Linked DNA regions of Mus musculus: all the other regions are linked to region 2. A link is a contact called in public Hi-C and HiChIP or PLAC-seq data. All regions are on one chromosome and are shown on one strand. The core of a region is the stretch at or near the end of the contact, and the rest is flanking DNA. Distances in the headings are between cores, read along the strand shown.

Evidence for each region. A called contact is a pair of places that touch in the nucleus more often than the background predicts. HiChIP or PLAC-seq counts read pairs in DNA pulled down with a chosen protein or histone mark.
Region 1: a contact with region 2 is called in an HNF4G HiChIP or PLAC-seq map of pancreatic cancer cells. The contact joins the promoter of Kif21b here to the promoter of Pkp1 in region 2. A contact is called at or near these places in 1 of 115 datasets of contacts at active chromatin or transcription factors (pancreatic cancer cells) and 1 of 9 other capture datasets (adipose tissue).
Region 3: a contact with region 2 is called in a FOXA1 HiChIP or PLAC-seq map of pancreatic cancer cells. The contact joins the promoter of Csrp1 here to the promoter of Pkp1 in region 2. A contact is called at or near these places in 4 of 39 promoter capture datasets (the 3T3-L1 cell line, embryonic stem cells, hippocampal neurons and 1 more), 1 of 484 Hi-C or Micro-C datasets (the G1E-ER4 cell line) and 1 of 115 datasets of contacts at active chromatin or transcription factors (pancreatic cancer cells).
Region 4: a contact with region 2 is called in a Hi-C map of epidermal suprabasal cells, with 2.0 times the contacts expected there. The contact joins the promoter of Phlda3 here to the promoter of Pkp1 in region 2. A contact is called at or near these places in 2 of 484 Hi-C or Micro-C datasets (embryonic stem cells and epidermal suprabasal cells) and 3 of 115 datasets of contacts at active chromatin or transcription factors (embryonic stem cells and pancreatic cancer cells).

The regions. Positions count from the first base shown.
Region 1 is chr1:136,127,083-136,133,303 of GRCm38.p6, reverse strand. Kif21b (kinesin family member 21B) reads right to left here and starts at 1,914. Exons shown (of 35, transcript NM_001039472.2): 1 at 1,542-1,914. The coding sequence starts at 1,582. Gm15850 (predicted gene 15850) reads left to right here and starts at 2,121. Exons shown (of 3, transcript NR_046170.1): 1 at 2,121-2,283; 2 at 3,799-3,911; 3 at 5,521-5,585.
Region 2 is chr1:135,915,112-135,921,192 of GRCm38.p6, reverse strand. It overlaps Pkp1 (plakophilin 1), which reads left to right and starts at 1,986. Exons shown (of 14, transcript NM_019645.3): 1 at 1,986-2,382. The coding sequence starts at 2,181.
Region 3 is chr1:135,727,062-135,733,126 of GRCm38.p6, reverse strand. Csrp1 (cysteine and glycine-rich protein 1) reads right to left here and starts at 3,960. Exons shown (of 6, transcript NM_007791.6): 1 at 3,853-3,960.
Region 4 is chr1:135,764,527-135,770,341 of GRCm38.p6, reverse strand. Phlda3 (pleckstrin homology like domain, family A, member 3) reads right to left here and starts at 4,257. Exons shown (of 2, transcript NM_013750.2): 1 at 3,448-4,257; 2 at 1,208-1,864. The coding sequence starts at 3,893. The coding sequence ends at 3,516.

The sequences.
Region 1 (6,221 bases), core at 665-3,164, 210 kb before region 2:
TCCTGTCAGTCCAGGTTCACACTGGTTGGAGGTTGGGCTTCCATTTTCTTTTTACGGCAGGTAGCTCCCCTCTCCCCATCTGCTGTAGATGCCATATTGACATGTCTCACTCCCACCCGGCCCATGCGTGCTCCCCTTCCCTCGACCTCCAAAGGTTCCTGCTGCAATGTCAGCTTCAGTGGCAGCCTGGCTCCGCCCCACCAGCCCACCAGACACCTGCAGGGCTCCTCTTTGTCTCAGGCTGTTCAGTGCCAGGCAGAGTGTGTGCACGGGTGGTGTTCTGACTGCTGTAGGAGCTGCTGGACCAGCAGCCCTCAATCTCCCTCCCTCAGCACCTGAGCTATTATATACTAAGCCTCCGTGCCTTCTCTCTGGATTATACAGAGTTGGGGGGTGGGCATCTGCTCTGGGGCAGGAAGAGAGAACCTATCTCATCGATTTCTCTCATCTTGTCTATGAGCTTCTTCCCAGGATCCCTGGAATCTGGGTCATCTCTGACCCAGGGGATTTGAACACTTGTCTCAAGGACCTACCCTAGAATTTGACTGCTCCCCTCCCCCACTCTATAAGGCCAGAACCAGAGATGTATGTTCCTCAGTGCATCTGTGAGTTGGTGACCAGCTCACTCACATTGCTACTCTCCCACTATGTTCTTCTTAAAGAGAAGACCACAAAACACAGTCGGGAGAGCTGGTGGGAGGCATCTTCACTCTCTGCAAAGAACAGAGAGTTCAACTTTGTAGCATTTCCTGTCCCTGCACCTGTGTGCCCCTAGGAAAAGAACCCACTAAGTCCCGTCCTCTTTCCTCTTAATGTCTGCCAGATTACTTCTAATACCTACAGATATCGGGAATGGGAATCCAGATAAATCTAGGGGCCCTTCCCCCCTGCTCAGTTTCACCTTTGTGCCTGTGAATGTAGCATTAGGGTCCTGTCACCCCTTTCACCCCTTCTGGATTAGTCCCTCGGATACACCTTTTTCTTCCTCCCTAGCACCATCTCCTCTTGGGGCAGGACCAGCAGGGCTTTCTCCAAAAGCCATTGGCACCCCGTGGAAAGCCAAGGCACCATTCCAACCCTTTCATGGGTCCCACAACCGATCTTTGTCTGTTGTATCCGCTCCCAGGATGGTGAGCTGGATCAAGAGCGTAGAACTGGCTAACTGGGGTAGATGGGGGGAGGGGGGATTCCCTCCTATACCCCAGAATGAGACAGCAGCCTCATGGGGAGGACAAGAGGAAACACACAGACGCTCCGGCCTGGGCCAAAGCTGGGTGTGAAATACCGGATTTCCTTGTTTATTCGATTTTCTGATCATTAAGTGCTCCCAAGAGGGGCCAGAAATTACCACCCAAACAAAGCCACCTTCCATCAGTCCGCTGGGCCGCCGCTCCCCTGCGGCAGCCGGGCCAGCGCGCGTCGGCCCCTCCTCCTGGACTGCAGACTCCAGCTCGAGCGGTGCCCGCGCCCCCCGCCCGAGAACACGCGAGACAAAGCTCGAACCCCTCCTCGCACGCCCCTTCCCCGCCATCGACCCTTACCTGACGGCCACTTTGACGCAGCAGTCGCCCTGGCCAGCCATGGTCCTCCGGCACCAGGGTCTGGGCGCGGATCAGGGGCGGGGGTCCGGGGGCCACTGCTCCAGGCAGCGGCTGCGGCTGCAGAAGGCGGAGGCAGGGACCCTGCTAGCGAAAGCGACCTCGTAGGCTGGAGGTGACATGCTCGCAGGAGGCGGCAGAGGGGCTCAGCCGCGGCCGGCCCCACGGGGCTGGTCCCATGCGTCTCCTCCAGCCATCGCGCGGAGGTGCTGAGCTCGTTGACAGCGGGCAGTGAGACCCGCAGCTCCCTACAGCGCGGCACACGCGCGCGCACACACCTCCCACCCGGACCGCCACCTCCCGCCGCAGCGCGAACAAAGGGGGCGGGGGCCGAGCCACCTCAGGACCCACCCCCAGCCCCTCAGAGCCGCGCAGGGCCCCGCCCCTCCCAGAGGCCGCCAATAGAAGGCCCCAACGAGCAGCAGAGGCGGGACTTGAGCCTTTAAAGAGACCTCTTGGCTCCCGTCCATCGGGTGGCTGGGAGGGGCGGGGTAGGATTGGAGGGCTTGGGAGTGAAAGCGGGAGTGGCATGATGGACTCGTCCCTGGGAAGTTGACCATTCGGGAACCACGGCCCTCGAAGTCATGGTACCTCAGTCTCAGTGGGATCTTCCTTTCCTAAATGAGGAACGGGACTCAAAGAGGAACACCCCAAGGTCATACAGCGAGTCTGTGGCTAGGCATGGGTAAGAACCTGGTCTCTGGGCTGGGCGGTGTGCTGCACCTCAAAGCATCTCATAGAGATGAGCAATTTGCAATTTGAAAGAGTCAGCGAAGTGTCCCTTCTGCATTTATTTCGGTAAATCCGCCAACCTTTATTGAAGGGGATTCTTGTTGATGTGGAAGTAAATTTCCCCACCTCCACTCTGCAACATCTTTAAGCTCATAGTTTGCTTTGATGGCTGACTGGCTCAGGTTCTCCTCACTAAACCAGGGTCCCACTAACCTTTATGACCCACAGGGCCTGGTTCACACTCTTTGTGACAGTGGGGGGGGGGGGCGGGTTGTGTGTGGGGGAGTCGATGTGGGAGGCCAGATCTGCCTGGGAAGTAGTAGGAACAAAGAAGCACTTGACTCCAGATACCTGGGAGAAGCTAGAAGGCAAAGGAGGCCAGCGCTGCCATCAGAAATGTATATAAAGGATTAGCCCAGGAGACTTTTCAACACAGGGCTATGAGAAAGGAGACCAGTAATGTGAAGTCAAGTCCCATTCCAGTTCACCCCTGCACCCTCCCAGCCCCACTCTTCTCCCTGCCCCCCAACAACCAACATTAGGACCATTCACAGGGCCCCTCACCAGCTGCCCTCCCTTCCCAGGCTTCACCCAGCTCCTTCCTCTGGAAAAGGCCCAAGAGGAGGACCCAGCTGCAGCTCAAGATGTGGATGGAGACCTCTGGGGGAGGGGAGGCAGGGGAGTCTGGCTCCAAGCTTCTTGCATCAGCCTCAGATGATGAAACCCTGTGAGACGTCTTGGCTGGGATGTACGTTAGGGTCCTGAGGATCCACTTCTTGGTGCCATCATTCCCCACTCCCCACCCCCATCTGTGACTGCTCCACTCGGGAACCCAGGTGCCTGTTTGGAATAGTTTTAAGGGAAAATGTGAAAGTTAGGTCAGCTCATTCTTCCTACCCTCGTAGCAAACAGGAGGAGAGCCAGAGCCCCAGAGAGGTAGTGGTGATGGTGGTGTGTAAGGGGTCCTGGTGGGATCCTATATATTTTATTAATATTAGCATCTGAAACCCAAAGCCAGTGAATCAAATTCCTTAGAGCAAGAGACAGTGTTGGGAAATTGGGACGCTGCTCCCTGTCTTCTAACAAAAGGAGGATGTGGAGAGCTGAGCGGTGCTTACACGGGGAGGTACTTGGTGCTTTTGTTCTTGTTTGTTCTCCTAACCTTATGAGCCAGGTTCTAGCCTTCTCCCCTACCCCCAATTTTGCAAGTGGGGAAATAGTCTCATAAGCAACACACAGAAGATCTGGACTTCTGCAAGTGGTTCTAGGCGTCCCGATTCCTCTAAGGGATTCCTCTAAGGGCGTGCCTGTGGGGAAGGGAGCTGGATTGGCCCAGCTTTGCCCGGGGGTGCCACAAGCAACAGGCTTAGCTCTCCTGAAAGATAATGTGTTTTTACCTAAACTGTTCCCCCTCCCTCCCATCCCTGGACTTCTTTGGTACTTAACTCTAGCTTCCTGTTTGCCATAGGTCTGCTCAGACTTCCAGCAGTAGGTGACCTTCTGACTCAGAGCTCCGCTGCTGGGAAATGCCACCAGAGCTTTCCTCTCTGTGTCTCCTGACATCCAGGGTGTGCAGCTAGGGTAAGCAAGGAGGCCCATGGCTGCGGACTCAGGCCTCCTAGCCATTAGGGTTTCAAGGTTCCAGTTGCCCCAGCCACCCCAGCAGCTCCCTCTGGGGTTAGCAAGCAGGAGCTGGGTGGCTGAGGTCCAGACCCTGACTCCTGGGCTCTTCTGTTCAGGAGTGAGGGACTAACGGGGCTGAGGTCATGTGGGGATCCAAGCTGAGAAGGAGGCTTAAGCTGCCATTTGGAGAGATTTAGATTAGTTCAGGGAAAGACTAAGACAGTCTCTGCCCTCTCTGAGCTCTCTCCAGCGTCAATAACCACTGCTTCTTTGCTGTGTTCCCACCTCTGCCCAGCTGCTCTTCTTAATGAACCTTGATGTTTCTCAGGATCAGCTACTGCATGGAGCCCTCAGTGCTACACACACACACACACACACACACACACACACACACACACACACACAATTTCTCAGGATCAGCTACTGCATGTAGCCCTCAATGTTTTACACACTCTCTCTCACACACACACACACACACACACATACACACACACAGAGGCTCACACCCATTTTTCTCAGGATCAGCTACTGCCTGCAGCCCTCAATGCTGCACATGCATACACACACACACACACACACACACACACACACACACACACACACGGGTGGGGAAAAGGCTAAGCCCCTAACTGGACTCGACTATAAGTCTCAACTTCTATTCTGAGTTGAGTTCCTTCCCCCAGGCATCTTGGGTCCTCCATCATTTTTCCTGACAGGAGCTGTGGGCGTCTGGGCAGATGGGAACCTCGGGGAGGTGTGGGGAGCCCCCTCCAAATCAGGAAGCTCCCACGCAACTGTAGTTAAAATACTCCAGCAGTGACTTGGGGCAGCCATCTGGCCTGAGCTCTCTTAGACACATTCCACTTTTTTAACAGCAGTGCTATGGGAACAGATAAAAACATGGAAGGGATTCCTATAGGTACCAGGAATGTCCCCAAAGGAGGTCTGAACTTGTGTCTTCTTTCTGTGTCCCCTACCCCCTCCTTCAGGAACAGCATTGCAAAATCTAAATAAGCCTTAGTGTAAAATGGTGGTGGTGGATACAGAGCTCAAGACCTCGAGTTCTAACCCCAGGCCCACCCCAGCATCTGCGCTTGGATCTGTGGGAGCAGGCCTCAGTCTATCCTATAACAGTGTCCTTTAGCAGATGTCCAGCTCCAACCTCCAATGTCCAGCCAGAAGCAGGGCCCAGCGCTTCCCACCCGCAAGAAGCTCAGGACCCCAAAAAAAGATCCATTGAGCTGCAGACTCAGGAGATCTGAGTGCAGACGTGAACTGAGCCTCACTTCCTGTGTTTAGAAGGAGACAGACTTGGCCACAGAGGAAACCAGAGACTGTTATAAATAGCAAGGAAGGCAGAGAGCTGCCCATGGATTTCAAACATCCATCACTCCTAAAACAAACTCTATTTTTGGCTTCAAATAATAATTAGGATTTAATTAATACTCTATGTAACCTCAAACATTCTCTCTCTCTCTCTCTCTCTCTCTCTCTCTCTCTCTCTCTCTCTCTCTCTCTCTCTCTCTCTCTCTCTCTCCTTCATTCTATTTTTTTCTTCTTAAAGCAGAGTCTTTCTGTGAAGCACATGCTACCACTAAAACTCATGATCCTCCTGCCTCAGCATCCAGAGAACTGGGATCATAGGCACACCCATTGTACATGTTTCTTTTTGTTTGATTGTTTTGGTTTTTTGAAACAGGATCTCTCTGTTTTGCCCTGGCTACTCTGAAAGTCTCTCTGTATACCAGGCTGGGGTTGAACTCAAAGATCTACCTGCCTCTGCCTCCTGAAGCCTGTGGTTAAAAGCATGCAGCACCACCACCTGACTGTACATGGTTCTTAAACATGGTAACTTTACCCACCCTTCTACTCTGCTGTGCCTGCTAACAGTATCGATGTGGCCATTCTCATGGTCACCAGTCTCCATATCAACATCTAGACTCAAAAAGAACCCCCCAGGTCACATTATTCAGCCATCTTATTTTTGAATGAAGAAACTGAGGCCCCAAGAGGGAAAGAGATTTGTCCGAAGTTGCATAGGATGGTAAAGCAGGGGCTGAGCTGCAAGACTGGAAGTTCGGTTGCTGTGCTGCCCCTGGCAGCATGATAAGACCCCAAGGCTAAACATCTGAAATCAGCCTGTCATGCGTTTATAGTCCTGACAAAACTTTGGTCTGAGTGAAATAACGAAAGGCAGTCCAGAGGCTGAGTTGTGATCTTCTGAGTCACGGAGGTCTGGGCTCACATCCAGAACTCACATCCACATGA
Region 2 (6,081 bases), core at 737-3,236:
GGCTTGTAGGAACATAGTGCAGATGCTTCCTATTGCTATTGGTGCGACAAAAAATAATGTCAATATCCAAATCATAAAGCAGAAGCTAGACAAATTGAACTTTACACCCGGAAGCGGTTTTTTAAAGGAAATCAGTTTGGGCTTCCACGGACTTGATTTTCATAAGAATATGAGCTACCCCATCACCTGCTTCAGGGCCCTGTGTATTACAGAAGATAGCAGAATTATCATTATTTAAAGACTCAATTAAGGTTTATTGTGGCTAACATGTTAGGTCTCCGGTAGTCCAAGCGTATGCTATAATGGAGTTGCATTTTTATAAGCTGTTGTGTGTACTTTATAGTACACTTGGGCCCTCATGGAACCGATGTGTACAGCATTTAATGCCTATTTTATAGGACTTTTAAGAGAGGCTGGGTAGTGGGAAGGAGAAGCAGTGGCCCAGGAGCCACCAGGCCCGGTTAGAAGAGAGGCTTTGTCACTTACCGGGAACAAGCTGCCTCTCTTCTTACCATTAACATGTGGGGCCAGGCTGTGATGTGTACAGCAGTCTGTGGCTGGATGCAGACTCTCAAACGTGGAGTGGTGATAATGGATTGAAGGTGTCTCACTTTAGTCACCAACAATGGCATGTTTGGGCTCACATCTGTCTCGTTTGTTTGTTTGTTTGTTTGTTTGTTTGTTTGTTTTAAGAACACAACCCTCAAGTATAGCACTGTTTCTAGAGGAAGCTAAGGTCTGCTTTATAGCAATCTGCTGTGCAGGTGGTTCCTGTGACTGACGTCTGGAGAACAGCCGAGCTGCCTGTATGTGGTACCCACCTCTCTGGAAGAGAGGTGACAACCATCACGGGGTTGCAGTCAGTCTCCTTGGTGCATAAGTAGCAACCAGTCTTACTTTGTGATTTCTATGCAGATTAAAGGAGCAAGCAGAAGAGGACTCCTGTGGGCAACAAGGTACAGCTACACCTGAAGGCAAAACCAACGGCATTCAGTCACTGAGACCCTCAACCTAAGCTGACAAGATGTCACGGCTGCGCACATCAGTGATGGACACCCAGAACCAGAAACCCGAGGCATCAAGAAATGCATAAGATATTTCCAGTATAGCTTCAGTGGGTAAAGCAGGGTGTGATGCCTTTAAGAAAGATTGCCATCAAAGTGCTTTTAAGACTCAGCTGCTGTCACACACCAAATGCACTGCTGTGTCACCCTCCATCGCTCAGGAGGGTGCCACATGCTTGAAACATCCCCACACACATCCCAAGGTTGTGTGCACATAGAAGAGAACACACACAGTCCTTGGCACATAGTAGGGAGTTTTTCCAGTAAGGGTCTGAGTAGGTTTCAAGTTAGTGTTTATCTCAACTTCTCATTGGACGCCAGGCATTGGTGTGGGGGTAGTACATGCCTTTTCAGAGAAGGTCCATTATTGACAGGATTTCTGTGTTGGGTGTATCCACAAGTGAGTGTTACTTTGTGGGTTGTTTTGTTTTTTAAGTCTTGCCTTGCCCCTGCCCCTGACTTCACTCCCTTCAAGCTAAAGGCACTCTCTTTGGCCAGTGGCAAAAGATCCCTCATCCATCAGCCTGAGAGCTCCCAAGGAACAGGGCTGGTCTCTGACATGATCTCAATGCTTGAGGGTCGCTTTGCTTTAGGGGGCGAGGGGAGGCGGAGAGGGGGAACTGAGCTAGAAGAGCTCCCTTTTCCTCGACAGAGGTCCCCCGTTGGTCCTTAGCTGAGCACGCACTTTCTCCTGGAGGCAGCAGAAGCAGGACCCAGGGGCGTCTCCCCTGGACGTCACCTGGAGAGGAAGGACGAGCCTGGGAGCATTGCACACCGGGCACTCCCCGCCGCCCAGCACACACACCCCAGCTCCCTCCTGGCAGCCACAGTGCCCTGCAGCTCGCGTCTGAGCGGCGGCCTGCGGAGTGGGTGGCGCAGGGCAGGGGTGGTATATCCTGTCTGACGGAGGGCGGGTCCGGCCAGTGCCTACTGAGGGACGAGCCGGGGCGGAGGCGCCAGGAGCAGCAGCCGGGAGCCCTCACGCGGACCAGCGCTCTATGGCCAAAGGGAGCCGCTGAGAGGAGAACAGGCGCTCGCTCGCACCCCGGCTCGCACTCTCGCTCCCCTGGCCCGCACTCGCACCCTCGGCTCCCCTGGCCCGCGCCTCCCGCCACCATGAACCACTCTCCGCTCAAGACCGCGCTGGCGTACGAATGCTTCCAGGACCAGGACAACTCCACGCTGGCTTTGCCCTCTGACCAAAAGATGAAGACCGGCACGTCGGGCAGGCAGCGCGTGCAGGAGCAAGTGATGATGACCGTCAAACGGCAGAAGTCCAAGTCTTCCCAGTCGTCCACCTTGAGTCACTCCAACCGAGGTAAAGGCGCGCGGGCTGCGCGCGGAGCCCTTGGGACGGTGCGTCCCTCCCGATGCGCTTCCGTCGCCCCGTTGGGGACTGAATGTCAGCCCGCTTTGACGGAGTCTGTGAAGAGTGCCCACATCTCAGCAGTCAGGCCATTGCCACAGGGTGGACCCGGCCGCCCCCAGCTAGCCTGCTGCTGGGGATTGATGGCACGCTGTGGGTCAGGATGGGTAGCTCACTGGGGGACACAGCTGGGATTAACTCCTGAATCCAGATGGCTCTCTTTTCCCAGTCCTGCTTCAGGGGCACCAGCCTCCGATTATCTTCAAGTGTCTGTCCTAAAGTTTCAGACCCGGGTGCTCTCGCCTACCTCTCCCCACATCCTCTCATTCATGTTCCTCAGGCTTTGCAATCGTCAAAACCGGCTTGCGCCCAATAGGAGAGAGACAATAACCCTAGTGAAGGTGGTGTTTGAAGGAGGAAAGGGAGCGACTCAATTACTGTGATGGAGTTTGGTTCAGGAGAGGCATTATGGAATTGGGGGGGGGGTCAGGGAGCGCCCCCTACACACACACACACACACACACACACACACACACACACACACACACACACACACGTCCCTGGGATCCCTTGATATTTTACATAGAGTCTCTAACCAAACCAAAGATGCAAATCTGACTAGAAGACTATCATGGGGCCAGTTCTCTGTTAACAAGGAAGGAGGTGTGAGTGCTCACTCTCTTTCTCTAATCCTTAATACAGAGCCCCCTTCCCCTGACCCACCTTAAGTAGAAAATAGTGTCAAACCGGAACCAAAATGGATTGGGGGGGCACCACTCCCAGTCTCAACTGAGCCCTCTTCACAGTGAGTTTGGGCTTCCAGTCCTGTCCTCCCCGATGGCCCTGATGTGTGAGTGACAAGCCTCAGTTTGGGGGAGGCCAGGAGAAAGGGACCAGGTCCCTGAAGCTGAAGGTGGAAAGTGCACCTGACAAGGTGTTACAGGTGGGAATTTTAGAGTGAAATTTTCATACAAAGGATTCCCAGTAAGAAATATGCTAACCTTTGTTTAACAAATATCATTAGCAAAACTTGAACGTATTTGTTTTTATTATTTAACTAGATGGAGTAAAATGCTAATAAAAGTCCAGGTCAAACATGCTTATAGAGACCTGGTTGGGGGAGGGGGAGGGCGATGGGTAAAGGGACAAGGAAAAAACAAAGGAAGTAGACTTCTGCCACCCCTCCAGCGAGTCAGCAGGCCCACACTCTCTGCCCCTGGCATGTGTCCTCTTTCCTCTGTTCCCTAGTGATCCCTTGGTAGAACTAAGGAAGAGAAAATGGCTGTTGGCACACTCTGCCACCTCCCACACCAAAAAAGCTCTGCTGCTCCCGGTGCCCTTTGCCCCTGTCTGGGCGCCTGGCACCTCTCCTAACAGATGCGCACTCCCTTGCCTAACTCCCCTTTTATTTACCGCCTTTGTCACTGCTTCATTTGAAAGCAGGTTTGCAGTGACAAAGGGCCTCCTGGAGCCACAGCTCAGGGCACAGCTTAAGGCCACCCACTCCTCTCTGCTTAATGCCTGACCTTGTCCCTTTCCACCCCCCACCCCCCTCTTCACACCCCCTCCCCCCTGCTCTACCTGTCTCAGCTTCCAGATCCTAGAGCCAGGAAAATCTCAAACCTGGGTTCAGGGCCCAAACATCCCTTCTCCCTAACCTATCAGGGCGTTCCCTGACATCTGTCATCTCAAAGTGCTGCTTCTAGCTTGGGCTTTGTGGGTAGCCATCTGATGATGTCTCTACCAAAGGTCCCCCAAGGGGATTCATCCAGGTGAAGGCTTAGGGCTGACCCTGATGCCTCCCAGTGCATACTTGTCCAGAAACTCTCCTGGGACTGGCCCTGTGGGTGTGTCTGCTCTAACCTCAGCCTCTGGGGAGGTTCCCAAAGGGGGCCAGTTCTCCCAGCTGGAATAGGCGGTTGGGGCACTTGGAGCTGGTGTGGCTGGTTTATCTGGCTTTGTTTTCGTCAGATTTCTCTGTCCTCTTCATCTGAAACGCCCAAGTGTGTGTCTGCTGCACAGCCATTCTGCACTCTCTTTCTCCTGGTGATTTCCATGCCAGGAGCCTGCTTTCCATGTTGGCAGAGATCAGTTGGCAGCCATGGAAGGTCTCTGCTCCCTGGACAGTTGAATTCTCACATAATCTTCTCCTGGAACAGAACACCGGTTTCAGTAGGGTCTGGAGCTCCATGCCTCATACCCAGAGCCTCTTTGTTAGAACCCACACTCTAAAGAAAGCTGGCCCCACCCAAGGGGTTGCTCGGCAAAATGGCCACTGTTCCTTGTGCCCCGGGTGAACAGCCAGGCAAAACTTACCAATAACCCTGGTGCTTAGAAGAGGCTTTTTTCCCTCAGACCCTCGTCCGTCAGGCCCACCCTTACCACCTTCTTCTCTTTAGGAAGGGAATTTTGAGCTGTTAAGGGCTGGATACGGAAGCTAGCACCATTTTAATGTATGTATCTACTTATTCTCTCCTTATTGGTGGTAGGCCAGATCTTTCAACTTGGTCATGAAGTCCCCAAGAGGGCTATAGACCATGCAGAGGGAGATTGCTATCTATTCAAGGGATGTCCATGAAGTAGCTCTCCTATGTGCTCAGGGTGTCCCTTTGTGTGTCAGAGTGTCAGGTATATGTCTTCCTGATGATGTGGGAAATAAGAAGCAACTGGTGTGTGTGTGTGTGTGTGTGTGTGTGTGTGTGTGTGTGTGAAATCTGTTTAGCAAGAGATCTTTGCTGGGGAGTATTGATGTTTCTAAGGGTGGGAAAGACTCCTGTGGTTATTGATAACAAGCTGTCTTGTGAAGGTGAAGAGCTGACAGTCTCCTTTCAGATGTGTACACTGCATCTGGAATCTCTCCCTTCAACTTATCCCATATCTCGTTTGATTCAAGCACAACAACGGCCACCACGACACGCAGATCACACACAAAGTTTCGTAAAAGGAGCTTTCTTCCAAAGTATCTACCATGACCAGCATTTTACCCGCATGGTGCTGGCTTCTTAACGAACTGTCTGTGTGCGTCTAAATCCCCATCTCGGGCCAGAACTTCTTCCTTCTCCCTTCAGTGGGTATTTCCCACTAAAGCACAGAACCTTTATTCCTCTGTGAGCAGAGACTGGATTTTGGCTGGATTTGAGGAGGTGCCTGCTCACCCTCCAAGCTTCCCGCCTGTTCAGGCTCTGCAGTCTCATGCCCGCTCCTGCGTGCCCTGTAAGGGCAGTCTTGGGCGGCCCTGCCTTTGGTGACTTGCGTGTTTGTATCTGTCTGTGTCTCAGCATGAACCCCTGCCAGAGGAAGGTTCTGCTCATTCCATCCTTGAAAGCTGCCCTGTCCTGGCCACGGACTGTGGGTAGACACCACTGTGGGGTTGTTTTCTCAGGCACCAAGCTGAGATGAGAGATGCTAAAGGGCATTTGTGTTTAAGCTTGTTCCAGAGGCAAAACATACTAATTAAACTTCAAATGAACCAATTCTGTTTCTTTACCATGTATCTTGGCTTGAAGTTGGGGTTTTAGCCAATATTTCTGTTGACCTGTTACAACACATGCAAAAATGTGGAGTATCTCAGGGCGTTTCGTAGCAAGTGCTGCTTGTTTTCCTGGATCCTGTCCTCTGCTTAGCTCCCTGGCAGAGTTTGTAAAACTATAT
Region 3 (6,065 bases), core at 2,711-5,210, 190 kb after region 2:
ACACTCCATAATCCCTGTTCCCTCCAGTGAAAGAGGGCTTGACAGGCTCAGGGCTCAAGTCCCCGCCTTCTTGGTCTGGTAGAGACCTGTTAGGTATTTATCTGGGTAGAACTGAGCTGCTAGAAGTTCTCTGAGCTCTCTGGAACCTGCCAGGTAGACAAAAGTGTCGTCAACCTTTCCAGCCCTGTGGCTGTCTCTGCCTCCACGCCCCTATGCCCAGAGAGCAGCCAGGACAGAGTCAGAGGGAAGGTGGCACAAGTTCAGAGCCCATGAAGCCTGAATCTTTGGTGTGACGCCTGAGTACCCAAGAAGCAGACCTACCCTGAAGATAAAGGTCCCTGGTAGAAGAGAGGCACCCCCAAAAAATGAGCTCAGTCTCAGCTTTACAGGACTATTAGCCCTTCACATGTGGTTCCCCTCTGAGAAGTCAGTCAGACCTCCCTGAGCTGTCACTACTCCAGGTCCCATGTCCCCCAGAACTTGACTGTAACTAAGATCTTGCTCTCCCACCCCCCACCTCCAGAACCCCCACTCCCCATCCCCAGCTCTCTACCTTTGGAGTTCAGAAATCTGATTACCATGTGTGCAGATGGAAACAGGGACCCATGACTAAATGCAGACTCTACAGCTGGGCCACATCCAGCCCTAGACTTCCTTAAGTATTTCTAAATGAGTACAAGAAACCTTATAATTAAGTTATGATCAAATTGAATCCGCTCTTTGTCTGGAATGACGTTGAGAGCAGAGCCAGCTGTTTGTGCCCTGTGTTGGACAGAAAAGTCTGAATGATTCTGATGAATTTTTAAAAGAGAGAAAACAACGGAGAGCCTTCGCCTTGTAAATACATTGCTCGCAGCTGACATCTCAGAGAGACTCAGCTCATGTAGGTCCCCCCCCCTCCCGTCACATGAAGAACACCCAGACCCCCTGGGGTGAGGACCAGCTTGCCGGCTGGGCTGCACTGCAGCTGTGAGCCTTCTATTTCTTCCTCAGGCACAGCTTTGGACAGCTCTGGAAATACCAGAGTCTGGAAACACTAGCTGCCTCGTATTTACACACTTTACCATACATGGGAATTACTCCACACTGACGTCAGACAAATTCCTGGGGAGCGACGTAGTCCAAGCCATGTCATTACCATATACAATCCTAACAACTGGAAACAGTAGGTGAGCTCCTGGCAGGACTCAGGCTACCTCTGGTTCCTCAAGCAACAGCTCTTACAGAGGGCCCCCACGCTGGCTGCCTCTTTTCCAGGATTCTTTTTTTTCTTTCCTGAAAACATGACTCCAAAACACAGACACATATCAGGGGGCACGAAAGTAAGCCTGGAAAGTGACTCGTGGGACTCCCTGGACCCTCAGCCACCTAGCAGATTGGAAACCTGGAAGTCAGGCAATCTAAAGATGACCCCTTCCACGTTAAACCCATAGAAGCCCTATCTGCTTTTACATATCAAGTCACCACAGAGTGGTCTTCAGTAATGACTCCATTTCCTTAGGTGACCTGGAATGCGGAAGTGTGAAGGAGCAAAGAAAAACCCGCAGGCGGGTTGTGGGAGCAGAAGGCTTGTGTTTGAACAGCTCCTTGGGACCAGTTGCTGTCTTATTCCTTATCACTGCTGAGTGGCTTCATCTGTACCAACAGCCAACGTCAGCCCCTTCCTCAGAATAGACAACACAGGTGGAGGATTGAGCCCCACCTGGCACGCAGCAAGCACAGCACTTGCTTACTATATATAATCGTTTGGAAAGGCCATCGAAATCAGTCTGGTGCCTCTAAGGATTTGCCAATGTGCCTGCTTAATGCCAAACAACTGAATGGGTGGGGTGGGGGCTTTTTGTCGCTAACATCTCTTTGGACTTAATCCATGCCTCCTTCAGGCTTCTAGCAAGTCAACCTTGCCCAGTGAGCCCTGCTTGCATAAATGAACCTTGGGGCTCACCAGAAGACTTCTTCCCCAACTCGCTTTCTCCACCAGGAGACCCACAGTGAATAAAAACCTGTAAACACTGAAGTCATGGAAAAACAGGTTGGTGATTATTTACGACTCCACTCATCCACTCAGTGTTCGATTCTTGACTGGTTGTTGTCTTTTTTTTTTTTTTAAGATATTAGCTCAGGCTAGACTCCAATTTGTGATCCTCCCACCACCATCTCCCAAGTGCCAGATTACAGTCACGTGCCACCATAGCCACCTTCAATCACCCAGTGTTGATTTACCATGGATCGAGTGCAAACATTACCCTCTCAGCCTGCAACTCTGACCCAGGAAGGACTAGACTGGTTCTGGAGTCTGTGAATTACAAAAGACAACACCTGGACCGGTGCTAGGGCAGGCCAGAGGCAGCTTTTTCACATTTTCTCTGCAGGTAATCACAGAGCAGGAGACCTGCCCTTCAGTTTCTCTCCTACAATCTCCCAAATCCCTCGGCATTTGAGCCTTGGGCATGGCTCTCCTCTCTACCTCCTCAGGCCAACACCACACCCTCTGCAGGATAAACTTACTTCCCTGACAGACCGTCCCACCCCGGATATCCTTGCCAAGGCAAAGGGTCTCTCTGTGCAGTGACAAGCTGGATTCTCCAATGAGGCTTAGGCAGTGCCCAGACCAGCCTCTCCCCAACACAGAGGCCTGGCTTCCTAAGCAGAGGCCTGGTGAGAGGATCAGAAGGCAGGGAGGAAGCCCTAGGGCCCAGTCCTGAAGGAAATCCCCAACCTAGCTCAGAGACAACTGTACTAACAGCCCCAGTCCTCTGAGCTTCTGCAGGATGCCAGGGTGTGTGTGTGTGTGTGTGTGTGTGTGTGTGTGTGTGTGTGTGTGTGTGTGTGTAATATGTGCTCCAAAAAGTACTGGCCCAGAAGAAAACTGAGCTGTGTCACTTGTTCGAGGTCATCCGTGTATTAAGTGTCAAATCTGAGTCAAAACTCAGTCTGCTTGCCTTTCAGAAACCCTGTCACCAAGATTCCAGAGTCTCATGATAAATGTCCCACCAAAGGCAAGTGAACCGCTTGCATGCAGTGATGGTGTCCCATTACAGTGTCCTGTCAAGGTGGGGAGGCCCGTCCATTCATGCACCACAGGAGGTAAGAAGTGGGTGGGACAAGTGGGTGGGATGGTCCTGACATCAAGTACTTGCTCCCAGTCTAGACCCTTGCTCTGACGGATCACAGCAGCACATGCAGAATAGACCCAGACCTGTGCCACTTGGATGAAACACCTGTCAGATAGATAACAGCTTGTTGGCTGACACTGCAACTCGCTCTCAGGCCCTTTCTACTCCCCTGCTGGCTCTTTGAGATCTCAGTAGTCCTCACCTGCCACCAAGACTTTCTTTTCCATCTGGTTCTTTCAGGAAAAAAGAAAACTCATACCTGCACTCTGGGGCTACCAAGCCAGATGCACACACACACACACACACACACACACACACACACACACACACTCGCGGGCACTTTCTCTCAGGAAAAGAGAGAGAGGAAAGGGGTGGCACGGATGTCCTCATCCCTCAGCTTTACAATGAGTGTCAGTGGCCCACAGAATCGCTGATTGTTCTGTAGGACCTGCAGGCGGTGGGGGGCAGGGTCACCCTGGGTCTAGAGCACGCGAAAGTCAGCTGCCCTGGAAGCCCCGGGATGGGGAGGGACCCAGAGTTTTCAGGAAAGGGAAACACTGCCGAGCTAACTCTAGCCACTTCCCACCACCTCCCTCTTGGGATCACTCTTCCTACAAACTTTTCTTGCAAGCGACAGGGCTGCGACAGGACCGGAAAAACCAATAGGCGCAGGGTGCGACCCAGGCGCTCCGGCAGTTGCGGGGACCCGAGGCGGACCACCCGGGGTAACACTCACCTGGCAGCTGCTGGGAGGCGCACGGGCGACAGCTCTCAGGGAAGCGGTGACTGGCTGCGCCGGAGTGCGCGCCGTTTTGTTTCCCCCTCCGGAAGGCGTTTCCCGCGCCACGCCAACCAGTAGGCTTTGCACACTGCACCACAACAGGGCTGATGTCACGGAGAAGCTGTCCCCTCCCCCATCCAAAACCTAGGGTCGGGAGCCCGGGCGTGGCTGCCGCCCCAGCCGTGACTTCTCTTTGCACCCTATGGCGATCTCTGGGGGCAAATCTTTACACAGAGGTGAGGGATGGGGTTAAGAGGTTCCTGGTCTGCCATGTGGGAAAGCGGAGACCTAACTGTGAGATCAGACTAAAGATAAACTTGGGCCCCCTAGGGAAGAGAGTGAAGGTCCTTAAATTTTCGGGTTCCGATGGCACAATGTTAAGGGGACTAACTTGCACTCCAGAATAAGACAAGCAAGGCCCCACTTCCTGTGACTTACTTCTGCCAGACAGCTGGCTTTAGGTTCATCAGTAAAAGGGCTATGTGCCACCGAGATGTGATGGGGGATGAGATACTATAACACCCGGGAGCACTTAGCCTAGCTGCCCTCCTCCAGGGGCTCTTGTCCCTCTGCTTTCCCCATCTCCCTGCCACCCACAAGAGATCATTCTACCGCTCCTGAGTGGATCTTCCTCTGGGCTAACCTACAGAATGACAAACACAGTCTCAAGCCACTGAAAACTGCCTCTGGGGTGATTAACAATATGTGTTACTGGGCCCACCTGCTCCCAGTCCGCAGAGCAGCCTGTCCAGAAATCCAATCCTAGAGGTGAACTGATGCCCCTGGGACTTAAAACGGAAGGCCCACTTTCTTTCTTTCCTTCTTTTTAATTTATTCCATGTATGTGGATACATTGTCGCTGTCTTTAGACACACCAGAAGAGGGCATCTGGAAGAGCAGTCTGTGCTCTTAACCACTGAGCCATGTCTCCAGCCCAGCCCATTTTCACTATGGGTACAAACAGCTCCAAGCAAGAAGCACAACACTTTCCTTGGGACCTAACGAAGTGAAGAATCTGCAAGGAAAACTATGTTCCTAGTAACAGGGGCTATGGGTGGGAGTGTTAGAGCCTCAAAGGAGGCCCTCTTCTATTTCATAGGATAATTACTGTTATTTGTTGTGTTCTGTAAAGTTGTTTTTGTTTTTATTTTGTTTGAGACAGAGGCTCACTGTGTATCCCTGGCTGGCCTGGAACTCACTATGTAGACCAGAATGGCCTTGAACTCAGAGTTTTCCCTGTGACGTTAAGATTAAAAGAGCTAGTTCCCACCATCATTATTCTTTACTATTACAAGATCAAAAGGACTTGAGGACTGCCGTCATCACTGCAGGTTGGATCATTATTATCATTGCTGGCTGAATTACATTATTCTCACCAAGCACAGGCAGTGTCAGGAACTAAGCCACACTCAAATTGCAGCATGATGTCACATGCTGTGTGGATTTGCCTGTTTGGACCTCTCCTGCCTGCCACACTTTTCGCAGAGGAGATGCGTGCTATGTTCATTGGGGAACAGTCACATGTGTTAGGCGGCCATCTCAAAAGTATCTCTAGGTACAGCTTGCTATCTCCTTCACTCTTCCAGGGCTCAGACCCTCGTGGGCTTCCTTTAAAGCCCTGGGGCTTGATTCTGTGGCACTAGACTTGCAATCCCAGCTCTTCTGGAAGCTGAGACAAGAACACAAGCTCAAGACCTGCCTGAGCTACAGAGCTATTGAAAGGCCAGTCTGTGGACTTAGCGAAGCCTTGACTCAAAACAAAAAGGGCCAGTGAATTGGCTCAGCAAGTAAGGGAGCTTGCTGTGCAAAACCCACAGGAGAAGGAATGAGCCAACTCCCAAAAGTGACCTCCGCTCACACAGCTGGCTTGTGAATGCCTACCTAACCAACTGCTAACACCACGCACACAAGCACACACACACACACACACACACACACACACACACACACACAGAGAGAGAGAGAGAGAGAGAGAGAGAGTGTGTGTGTGTGAATGAATGAATGAATAAAATTCAAATACAAAATCAAAAGTAAGCCGTGGATATAGCTCAGGGGTAGAACACATGCTAGTATGTATACAGCTTCATCCCCCAGTTCTGACGTCATTCCCCAGTTTTATAAATAAAGAGAGACAAGTCAGGGATAGAGCTGGGTTGTTGAATTTACTC
Region 4 (5,815 bases), core at 3,008-5,507, 150 kb after region 2:
GTCAATTCCACCCGCACTGGCTGCTATTGGTTTGTCTGCCACTAAACTCTGGGTTCCTAGGGTGGAAATCGGGTCTGTCTTTTTTTTTTTTCCTTCTCCACATCCATTGGAAATCAGAGTACCCAAGAAGAGACACTATTTCTGCTCATCTTCCTTCCCCATTTCTGAGTGCCCGATGCCTCACTTCTTTAAGCCTGAATCTCTACCACCAGGATCAATTCTTGGGCTTTGCTGGAATAGTGGCTGTTTCACAAGGACAGGAAAAGTAACCCTTCCCCACTAACAGCTACATCAAGGCAGGAATGGCAACTTTCTCTCCAGTCCTGAAGCATGAAAGTGCTGACTCTCCCCACCCGAAGAAGACATCAATGGATCACAGTGCGCACACTGGCTCAGCCCTAACCTTTATAGCATTGATCTAGGTTAGCATGGAAGATGATGGGTTTTTTGACCTAGTGGGATGAAGCTATCCACAGGGTGATAGTAGACTAATGAGATAATAAGTGAGATAATGGTTAACTGTCAACCATACAACCATCTTTACACCCATATTCGACTGTAAGATACAGTTCCCATCCCACATGAGAGAGACTGCTGAGGACCGAGGGACACAGACAGGAAAAGGAAAAGTTTGATTAAAAAACAAGAGACACCAGAAGGTGTGAAACATGAGAAGCCAAAGGTTATTAAAGAGACTTCAAATGACTACGAAGTAAGTTCCCTCGGCCTCGTTCCTTCTGGAGAGACTCTGAAGCAGGTCACTGCTCCGCATCAGGGAGGGGAGGGAGACTTGCTGGTTATACTGGGAAAGGTCACAGGGGACACTCCACAGCCGGTTCTGTCTAACTCAAGGCCCCAATTCCTCTGCTGATTCCCATGTAGAAACAACTAAGGAAGTCTTAATTACGTATTAATGTGTGAATCTGCATGTGTAAACCACACGGAGAGAAGCCTACCTGGAAACTAGAGTCACTTCCCAGGTTAGTAGGGACAAAGTCACCCTCTACAGAAGAGGCAGCTGCAGGACTTGACATTCTTCAGTCACACTGGGGCCCTTCCTTCCTATGGCCGATGAGGCCATGTCTACTGGGGGTACAGTGCTTGTACCCCTCAAGTTACATCTTTCAGAGGGCCTGTGGACTAGAGAAGAGATGTTCCAAAGCTCTAGGTGTCCTGTACTTAAAAGAATTTCACTCAGTAGACAGCGTGGTTACTGCCCACGAACTGGGCCTCTTCATTCTGGAATAAGCATGAAATGGTAAAGGGCCAACCCTTACCCCACCCCCACCCCCTCCAGGCCCAACACCGAAGTGAGGAGAGGGCAACAGGGGTGAGGGAAGAAGTGTGCAAAGAAAGGGTACAGATGGGCGGGGGGGTCCCAAAAGGACCTAAGCAGCAGGAGACCCCCCCCAGGCACAGGACTCCAGCCCAGCAGACCCCCCTCCACAAGCTGAGTCCAGTGGCTGTCCTAAGGTAAGGTGGTCATCTTCTGGACCCCAGGCTGGCCTCCTGAGTTCTGAGGCACTGGCTTAGCACGCCATGAAGAACAGCCAGCCCTTCTTTGGGCATGTCTCAAAGCCAGAGGTCAAACAGCAGTCTGCAGAACCCAGAACCAAGGGCTGGACCAGGTAAGGCCCAAGTCATGATACTGGAGGCCAGGCCTGTGGCTCGCAAGTCTGAGCTGGATATAACAACAGTCTTAGTGTCCAGGAACTGAATCTTCATGCTCAGCCCCTACTGGCTTCTGCTCTCCGTCTCTGGCTGGTTGGCTCCTTCCATGATGATAGGTTTATCTTCCTCATGTTGATAGCTTCTGGCTCATCACATGTAGCCAGGTCCCAACCAACCAAAGTGGACAGAGAAGCTGGAAAGCAAGAACAGTGGTTAGGATGGTTGGTTTATTGCATGCCTCACACCAGGTCTTCTCAACCTGTCTACACCAGAACAGAAGGAAATAATGTGACCACTCCTGTTATCCACAGGGAACAGGTTCCATCCAGGTCATGCCACAGACACTAAAATCCGGGGGCTTCTTTCTCTAACCGGGTGTAGTTTTGCATATAACCTATGCAAACCTCCCATATGCTTGCAGTCATCCCTGTATTATTGTTAATACCTAACACAATGTAATGTTATATAAATTGTCATTAAACTATACTGTTTGGGAAATGATTGACAAGAAAAAAAAAAGGTCTGTGAGTGTTAGGGAAACATTTTTTCCCCCAAGTATTTTTTGACCAGGGATTGACTGGAGAAATGGACAGAAGGCTGATGACATGCTGTGGTCAGTGGAAGCTGCTTCCTCCAGCCCCTCTCTGCGTCCTAAGGGATCATGGTGGACCCATTCTTAGCCCAGAGGGTTTGCTTTACAGCTTCTCTATGGGGGGGGGGGCAGCAAACCAGAGTCTCAAAGGGGCTGGAACACCAGATAATCCCTAGGCTCAGTTGACCTCTGTTTGCTGGAGATGGAAGAGGAGATGGATGAGGTACTTTGGGTGGTGTAGCTGGGTTCAGAGGGACCAAAGCTTCCGTTGGAGAAGTTAAGGGCAGAATTATATAAACCCCAGCTCTGATTCCCATGAGGAGGGAGTAGTATCTGGGGAAGAGGGCACACGGCTAAATGCCATGGCTTCTAGGTTCTATTCTTGGTCCCTCCCTTGAGCCATTCTAACCACAAACCAACCCCCCCACCCCCCACCTTCTGCCTTTAGGAGGATTAAGACATCATGAATAGAGATGCATGGCCCCATCCTGTTCTCAGCCACCCATCCCTCTTCTAGCTTCTCCTCCTCTGGCCCAGCATGCCTTTGGCCAGCACTCATGGATAGGCCAGGCCTATCATCCCTGCAATGATGTCCCGGCCACATCTCACATTCCACATCTCACACTCCTTTATGCTCCCACACCTCAGCCCTGGAGCCCCAGATCCATTATCAAGAATGAGTTTTTGAAGCCATTGGCTCAGCCCAGCCTTCCACTGAGGCCCCACGTAGGGACCTAAGACAGCATGGTTTTGTTCGCAAGCCCTTATAACTCCTTCGATAACTACACCGTAGTGAGTTGTCATCGCAGTTCAACACTTACATTCTCCAGCATGCATTCATTCTGGAAGACAGTCATACAACGCAGGAGTCCTATGGTGAGTGAACCAATCTCTGAGGAGGCCTATCCCACCCGTGCTCTCTCTCCGTGCTCCCACCCATCTTCCTCTCCGACACTTGGGTTACATTAAGGACCCTCCTGCCTGGTGCCCTAGGGAAAGGGCCTGCTCTGCTCACTTGGCAAAAGGCCCGGCTTCCAAAAACACATTCTCTTCGGATCTACGCTCTGTTGGTCCCAACAACCTTCTCTGGGATCGTCCAGCTTTGGGATAGAAATCAAAGCCCCTGGTTTTCTATAGAGAGCAGAGGAGGAAGAAGAGAGAGGATTCAGTGCTCTGGGACTCACCTGACATGTCTTCTGGGCACGGAGATGGGAGAGGGGGGGCATGTCGATAAAATGATACGCCTCATGGTTTAGGACACAAGGGTCCCAGTCCCAAGACTCTGCCGGGCCCGCACAGTCTGGATGGCCTGTTGATTCTTGAACTTGACCAGGCCCAGGGTGATCTGAGCGTTCCAGCCAGGGTCTTCGAGGGGGCAGCGGAAGTCGATCTCGCCCCCGCCTTCGGTCACTAGCGTGAAGTAGATGTGGCGCCCGGTGCTCTCTACGCACTCCACGGCTTTGATGCGGGCGAAGCTGAGCTCCTTGGGCCGGCCGCCCGTGCCCTTGGCCTCGAAGAGCTGCAGCCCGCGCTCGGTGAGCACGCAGCGCTTCCGCTTCCACAGCTGCAGCAGCCCGCCGCTGCGCTTCTCCAGCACGCCCTCCTTCAGCACGGTCGCCGCCGCCGTCATGGGCACCCCGAGGTTCCCACAGCTCTGGAGGCTGCGGCGATCCCGGCTGTCCCGGCTCTACAGCGCCGGCTTCTCGCGCCCTGGAGCTGGTTGGCCTTGCTCCCTGTGCGGTCGAGCCTGCGGCCCGGGCCGCCTCGCAGACAGCGGGTACCGGGAGGCTCGTGCGATGCTACTCTCTCGCCGCCGGCTTGGAACCCTGCGCGCCGCTTCGACCTCCCCGAGCCTCTACCCGGTGCCCTGCGCCTCGCCGCCCGCACGCCCGCTCCCCTGCGCTCCGTCTGCGAGCTGGGCGGCTGCTGGCGGGATGTGCCCTTACATGTTCCACCGCTCGCCTCCTGCGCCGCCCGCCGCGCATTCCTGCCCCGCTGGCCCTCCCCTCTGCGCCGCGCACCCGCCCGGACAGGGCCCCGGGGGGCGGGGCTGCAGTGGGGCTCCAACACCCATCAGCAGCGCGGGCCCGGGAGGGGGCTGCTTTCTCAATAGCCTGCGGGCTGCCCCTTCTTAAAACACCGCTCCGAGCCCCTCACCCGACCCCCAGCCTCAACCGTTCACCCCGGCCTCACACCCGGGGCATAGCAGAAGGAGAAAGAGGAGAAGTGGGGGAGGGCCGAGGATCCTCTCCTAGAGGAGCCAGGTCATTGCTGGCCTGGGGTGGGGCCGGCTTGACGATAACGCAGTGGCACCATGGCAGGGTGGGTGTCAAATACCCGCTGCTTCTCAGAGCACGAGAGTTCTGGTCGCCCAGCCTCTGCCAAAAGCTAGTGTTGGGTCTGTCCACCATCATCAGCAGATGTCTCTCTGCTGGGCTCAAGGGAGGCTGGCCACAGATCTGACAACCTACTCTCCCACCTTTCCCTGCCTCTACTTAGGTAGGCGTTAGAAAATAGTGTGTATAAAGTGGGGAGAGAGAAATCCTGATGGATCAATGGGAAGTAGACACACGTGCTGTGGGTGTGGGGTTGTCTCACAGAGCATTGACTTGGAGCCCAACCATGCCTACTGCAGTTAGCCCTCAGCCTTGTGGCTTCTCTGCAGAGTCCACAGCAGAGAATGGGCTTCTCCTGGGACACTATGCTGAAGGGAGACAGGCTTTTCTCAGTTGACTTCAAACCTCTCCTACCTGGCCAATGGCTCTAACCTTATTCCATACTTTCATGTATCAAATGGGATAACTAATCCATTCTGATCTGGTAGGATTGTTGCGAAGAGCAACTTAGTGACCATTCGTGAAGACCCGGGACAGATCTGCCAACTCAGTTATTTCTCTCTTCCTACTATGTCTTCCATCATATAAGGTCAGAAGCCGGAGAAAGATGTCTCTCCTAGGACCTCCCTCATCTGGCCCTCTTGGTCAACCCCTCCAGGCCAAAGTTTCTTAAACACCTACTCATGGACATGTTAATCGTAAAGGTTCTGGGACTAATGATAAATAATTAGTCAGAAAGAAGACCTCTTTGTACTCACACCTCCTGTTTTGGTCCTCGGTGTCGAAAAACTAACGGGCACAGGGAGGATTCTGTTGTGAGCCGGGGGTATCCTCCCCTGCAGAACCAAGCCAGCTGTGGAGAGAAAGAGTCATCAGTTTCCCATCCAGAGCCCTGTCTGTCCCTCCCTCTGACCTTCTCCCTGTCCCTCAGCTCCCAACTCCCACAATGCCACTCCAGGAGAGAGATTAGACAGTGCCCTTAGGGACTTGTCGGCCAGCCACTATGGTGTGGCTTTCCCCTCAGCCTTCTTCTAGGGACTGCTGAGTTGACCAACCTGGCAGAATCCTGCCTTAACCAACCCTCTCTCCTTTAGGAAATGGGGGTGGGAGTGGGACCGGGAGGAGTGTCTCCATTGAGCCCATCTCTACTGCTTCCTTCTCGTTCACTGATGCTTTCTATAACTACTGGATCATTCTCAAGACAAAATTTACAGAG